Linked DNA regions of Rattus norvegicus: region 2 is linked to region 1. The links are chromatin contacts, called in public Hi-C maps. All regions are on one chromosome and are shown on one strand. Each heading gives the region's core, a stretch centred on a gene start, on an enhancer-like site or on the middle of the called end of the contact. The rest is flanking DNA. Distances are from core to core; before and after follow the strand shown. Region 1 has its middle 16 kb from the start of Prss42. Region 2 overlaps Tmie (transmembrane inner ear).

Region 1 (3,015 bases), core at 251-2,750:
GTATATAAGTGTTCTATCTGCAGGCACACCCATGTGCCAGATGAGGACATCAGACTCCATTACAGATGGTTGTGAACCACCATGTGGTTGCTGGGAATTAAACTCAGGACCTCTGGAAGAGCAGCCAGTGCTGCTAACTGCTGAGAGGTCTCTTCAGCCCAGCTTTGAACCCTTGGTCCTCCTACCTCTGCATCTTGAGTGCTGGGATCTTCAGCTTGGGCCACCGAGGCCAGCCCCCCACATTATTTTTTTTTAAAAAGTCTGGACTGAGACTTGGAACTGTGAGGAATTTTCTCTCCATCACTCCTTCTCTCCTCCATCCACTTTAATTAAAACCATTTTTTAAAACACATGTTAATTAAAAAGCAAACTTGTTTTGCTAAGTAATTTGGAAGTTCTGGTTATGCAAACCATAGCCATTCCAGTTTTTTAAAAAAAATCCCTCATCCAGCTTGTGCCAGGGTCTTATGCATTTGAGGACCCCCCAGGCCGGTCACTCCATTAAAGTCCGTGTACCCCGTGGCGGGTCGGAGCAGGGTGGCCTGAGTCTCACCTGTGGGGACCGGAAGGACCGGCATTTGCTGGTGAGCGCGTCCTTGTGCAATAGTGCCCATGGAGAAGCTGGGGCCAGTGAGGAAGGTGATGGTCAGTTACCGGGTGGGGAGAGCCCTGAATGCTCACAGGTACCAGCCAACGTCTCTACAAGTTTCATGTGTTCATCCCTTGGTCATGAGATTCATGGAGCCTGATACCCGTCATATGCTGAGCAGCAACCTCGGGGACCCACTGCAAGCAGCTCAGACGCCCTTAAGGTACAGAGCTCAGCGACTTTCAGTTCAGTTGTTCCTGGTCTCCTCGCAGAGACGTCTCACTGAAAAGCTTTTTCCTAGCCTGATCACCATCTTCCACTCTGCCTGTTGTTCTCTCCAACTCAGACCCCTTTTGTGTCAAGAGAATCCAACTGCAGGTGCATCATTTCCATGATCCTAGTGTCATGCTCTGAAGTGGAGAGTTCTTGGGGGTTACAGGAAGGTCAGAAGAAGCCGTGGCTAAGAAGATTATGTATGAGTCCTGAATATGAAGGTAGGTCCTAGGTAGGCATTGTGGGACACCTGGGCTGGCCTGGACCTTCTGTCATTCATTCAGGGACACAGGCTCAAGGCTGGTAATATTGAGTTCATCTATCTTTTCTATGCGCCTGGCTGCTTTTTTCCCATAAAACCAAGAGAAGATGCTTTTGGGGAGGGGTGCAACTTATTCCATGCTCCGTTGCTTCCTAGGTGAGACACGCACAGTTTCACATCCCAAAGACTCACGGTGGACAGCAGCGACACATGCTGGTGGCTGGCTCTCAAGGCTCTCAGCGTAACGGGGCGAGCGCCAGCGACACAACACTGCAGTTTCTCCCGCTCAACACCCACAGCCCGGAGCAGCCGCTGCAGCGCTGAGTTCCCTGGGCTCTAGGCGCTTCTGTGTGGAGTCCGCTTAGCAGCGGCTGGGAAACCGCAGCGGGGCGGGCCGGGATGAGCTCACGCCGCCGCCCGCCAAGCAGAGCAGCCCTAACCAGCTCCAGATGCGGCGAGCGCGGGCCTCTGGCGCCCCCTGCAGGGCCTCGTGCGCCTGGCCGGCCGTGGCCGTGCAATCCGGATCCAGGGCCCGGTGGCATCTCTGCTTTTCATCTCGGCCGGTCGCCTGGCTGTCTTAGTTCCATCCGCTCCGGGTCACGACCCTTGGCTGCTCGGCGGAATCTCCGGGTGCGGGTGACAGATCCCCTCGTGTTCTCAGGCCGTCCGATAGGGTCCTGCAGCTCTCCCCGCGCCTGGCGGCCCCGGCTCTGCCCTACCAGCTCTTTCTCCTCTTGGCACAAACACCCGAGTTTCTACTGGGAAAGCAGCGGGGGCCTGACCACCGCCTGTTTTTAATAAGCAGCTGGTATTTCCCCGAAATCGCCGGCCCTGGCTGACCTCATGGGGATGACGACTGGCTGCATGCCAGGGGGCGGGAGCCGGCTCCCGGGTGAGCCCCTGACGCCTGGCTTTTCAGAGACCTTGGCCGGGAGGCGGAACTCTGGCTACTCATCTGGGCCCTGCTGCCCACTCATCCAAAAATCTGCTTGTTTGTGTCTGTGTAACCTGAGCCAGGAGCTCCCGCTTCTCAGTCTGGGCTCCGCGTTCAAATCCCGCTTTATATCCCGTTTTATGTGTGATCATGGCAAATTGCTTTATCCTCTTGCCGACCATTCCCTCGGCTGTAGGATGAGACTTGTGGGGATTAGAGGGACCGACGTGAACAGATCTGTAATATTCCAGCAGTCAGTAAGAGGGGTCCAGAGACAGGCCTGGGAGCACGAACAGAGAGAGAGAGAGAGAGAGAGAGAGAGAGAGAGAGAGAGAGAGAGAGAGAGAACAGGATGCCCCAAGTGACAAAATGCAGAATACTGTGGGACCCTAAAGGCTAGGGTTAGGGAGAAGGAATGGCAGGCTTTCTGGAAGAAGGGCAGTTAAACAAGACATGAAGCACAGGGAGGGGAGGAGCGTGAATAATTGCGAGTTTAGATGAAGGTGTGGGGAACCCCATCAGAACCAAGGTGTACTGGGTATCTAGCGGGGATGTGAAACACTGTGGGGAAATAAAGGAGCTGGTCCAGAAGACTCACCCGTGAGGGCAGACAAAGCGAGGGAGAGCCGGAGTGGGACACCCGGTCCAGTGAGGTGAGGAAGGGAATGTTGGGGCCAGGGAAAGAGCAAAGAGACCGGGTGTGCGATGCGGCGGGTCTTGGGACTATAGCAATGAGCAAAGCAGAAGAGACAAAAACACTTGCTACATAGTTTATGGATGAGGGGGGACTTATGGGCCAGAAGGGCAGGTAATCTACACAGAGGTTTAAGAATTTATACTTCTGGAGAGGTGGTCTTTGCTCTTCCAGAGGACCTGAATTTGGTTCACAGCACCCAAATTGGGTATGCTCACCACTTCCTGAAACGCCAATTCCAGATCAGAGTCCTATGCTCTGAG
Region 2 (3,015 bases), core at 329-2,828, 95 kb after region 1:
GCCTGGATGGGGAGAGGAGTTTGAGGCCACTCTATATCTATAGAGGGACAGTGGCCCGTGAGAAGTGCCCAGACTGACCATGTGAAATGAACAGAGTCCAGTCTTGTCCCTACATCTTTTGGGCCGTGAGGTAATGCCCACGACCTTGGCTTTCCCTTGGACCACAGCCTCTGCCGTCCATGTATGAACTCGGAGTCTTGATGCCTGGATCCCGGCCTGAACTTACGCTTCAGGGCCTGCCAGCCCCGGCTGCCATCTCCAGGACGCCGCCCTCACTTCTCTCCTTTCTTCTTTGCCTCATTCTTCTCGTCCTCCTCTACCTTGATAGCCACGGTGTCCACACTGTCCTTCTTCTTTTTCTTCTTGTCCTCTGAGGGGAGGGAGAAGAGGCCAAGCCACAGTGGTGAGACAGGAAAAGGCCACAGAACGCCTCTCTCCTCCTGCCCTTTCTCCTCCGATCTTTTTTACCTGGGAATACGTGTGTATACATGCCTATGAGTACAAACATGTGTGGGCATGTGTGTAGAGACCAGAGGTTGGTGTTGGATGTCTTCTATAGCTGTCTGTCTTTAATATAGGTGTTGGAACAGCAAATTCAGGTCCCTGTGCTTGTGTGACAAAGAGACCTTACCGACTAAATTCCACCCCCACCCCCACCCCCACCCCCCACACAGTTTCTTCTAGAAAACAGGCTCCTTGTCTTAGTTGCCTGGCTCTGACCAGTTTCTGCACTCTGCTCTCCTGGGATCATGCCCAGTCCCTTCTCTGGACCAGCTGCAGCGAGAGGGCAGGGACAGGTTCAGTTGGAATAGTGGGACCGAGGAAGTGGCCGGCTGCAGGGTCCAGGGCAGGCTGCAACTGAACTGGAAACTACTTACCTCCAGGGATTTCTGTGAGTTCGTTGAGGGGAGGCACGGTCTCCAGCTTGTCTGTGTACATCTTGGCTGCTTTTCGCTGTAGATACCGAGCCTCGATCTCCTTCCGTGTCCGCGGTACACGGCAGTTGAACACACAGCACAGCGTGATGACTGTATGGATATCAGAGCAAGTTTGGCTAGGGTGAGGTCTCAGACAGGTTGAGTGGTACCCAAATGCTCGTCCTGATTCTGCCTGCGTAGACGTGTGTCACGTCAGACTTCTGCAAAAGCCTAAGATGACCCGGCCCATGCTTAGTTGTAATGGTTCACTGTCAAATTCTTAGCAACTTGGACATGAGCCTGGTGTTTTCATTGTAGTTGACCACAAATTCTATAGCTAGTCTAGGTCTGGTAGTCGCTGACCACACTGGGTACCAGAGGAGGGTACAGCTCTAGCCAAGGCTACCTAGAGTCACACTGTGCTTCTGACTTAGGCCTCTCTGGGTGCTCCTAAGACACCCCAGGTTTCCTTCTCCAGCCTCCTTGTCACAGACAGAGGTGTAGTAAACGCCCAAGGGTGTGGCTGCATCCTCTTCAGCCTCCCTGAGGACAAGCCTGGACCCTGCCTAGGAAGAAACTGGTGAGGACAGCCCAGACCCTGCACCGGGCATTTACTTCTGAGGGAGTTCTCCCAGGGATGTTTTTCTGGTTAAAGGCAGCTATGCCACGTCAACTGAGCAGAGCGTGGAGCTGGCCTGTCCAGTGATGGACAAAGCAGGGCTGCCAGAACCTGGCTGGCTAGGCAGAGTTTATTTTTCTAAGGCTCCCACAATCTGACCACTGTGGCCCCAGCCCCTAGGGAGGGGGTGGGGCTGGTTCTTATTATAAATAATATGACCCGACAGAACTTCCTGGCAGGCTACTGAGGTACAGAAGGGCCCGGCATGACAAGCCAGGTCTATTTTGAGGAAATGGATCAGACCTAGGTAGTCTAGGGTCATCTTATTCAACCAGAACTGTGTACCTTGAGGCAAATATTTTGTTCCCATTTCTCTCACCCAGACTTTAGAATGGGAGAAGCAATGGGATGGAATGAGTGGATGGATGGACAGATAGACAGGATGGAAGAGAGTGTCTAAAAGTCTCCACTGCTGGGAACTGGATTGGGTTCCTGTGGGAGCCACTGGCATCTAGAAATATGCTGGAGGTAGGAAGAGGCTGGCTACACCAGGGCCCCAGTGTACAGCTCTCTGGGGTTAGACCTGAGCAGACAATGGTCTTTCATTACCCAGAGTGCTCTGCTTTGGTCTCACCCAGACTCCTGTGTGGATGTCTTGGACTCAAGGTTTTTCTCAAGCTCCAATCCTACTGGCTTGGGTCACCTTTGCTAGTCACCCCAGTGGCACCCTGAGGACCTTGCTTGCTAAGGCTCCGTGTAGCTGTTGGCAGTTCAACAAAGATCACAAATGCCTGCCCAGCCAAGCCCACCCATCTAAGCCCGCCCATCCTGACCTGGCCTGCTTGCTTCTCTTCAAAGAAAATGAATGAAAATTTGGGGTCAAGTTCTGAGGCCCGGGGCAGAACCAAGAATTCTGGAGAGCCCCAGGGGAACTTTATTCAGCCATATTCCCTATCCCTGAGGGAATTTGGGGAGGGGGATGCTCCACTAATGCCTGCCGGAGTTCAAGCAGTCTGGGAAGCAGCGAGGATAGTTTCCCTGCCATCGCTCCCAGAAGCTATGCTATGGAGAAGGCCGCCGCTGACCTGCTGCACAGGGACTGTCCGTCCCTGCCCTTTTGCATGCTAGGGAATGAAGTTAGAAGTGGAAGAATGCTCTGCAGATAACTTCCACGTGCCTCTTTAGTTTGACTCTGTGCAAATTTCTGGTGTGGCCCCAGGCACCTCCGCCATTCTCTGAGAGCAGGGCCTGGGAGAGGCCTCAGGTTCCTAACTGTTACCCTGGGGATGAGGGGCTACCCCAGAGGTGTTCTCTTCACAGCTCTGGGGCTCCTTGGGACAGTTGCTAACTGCCTCTTGATATCAAGGGAGGTCTCCTTCCAGATATAAGGACTCTGGTTGCAGGCACACCTTTTTCTGGGGCCATCACTGAGCAATCTCCTCTCTAGGCCTAAGCTGGGAATACCACCAGCTAGTTCCC

The links. Hi-C and Micro-C count contacts between places; a contact is called where the count stands out from the background.
Region 2: a contact with region 1 is called in a Hi-C map of kidney, with 4 times the contacts expected there. The contact joins two enhancer-like sites. A contact is called at or near these places in 8 of 12 Hi-C or Micro-C datasets (frontal cortex, hepatocytes, kidney and 3 more) and 1 of 1 datasets of contacts at active chromatin or transcription factors (oligodendrocytes).

What each region holds. Positions count from the first base shown.
Region 1 is chr8:119,634,156-119,637,170 of GRCr8, forward strand. No RefSeq gene overlaps it. Among named protein-coding and RNA genes, the nearest start is that of Prss42, 16 kb to the right of the region's middle. Within about 2 kb of position 1,501, at least 48 of the 93 cell types and tissues checked have an H3K27ac peak or open chromatin away from gene starts, as enhancers often do.
Region 2 is chr8:119,728,998-119,732,012 of GRCr8, forward strand. It overlaps Tmie (transmembrane inner ear), which reads right to left. Exons shown (of 6, transcript NM_001109299.1): 5 at 879-1,028; 6 at 1-370. The coding sequence ends at 273. Among named protein-coding and RNA genes, the nearest start is that of Prss50, 11 kb to the left of the region's middle. Within about 2 kb of position 1,579, at least 5 of the 93 cell types and tissues checked have an H3K27ac peak or open chromatin away from gene starts, as enhancers often do.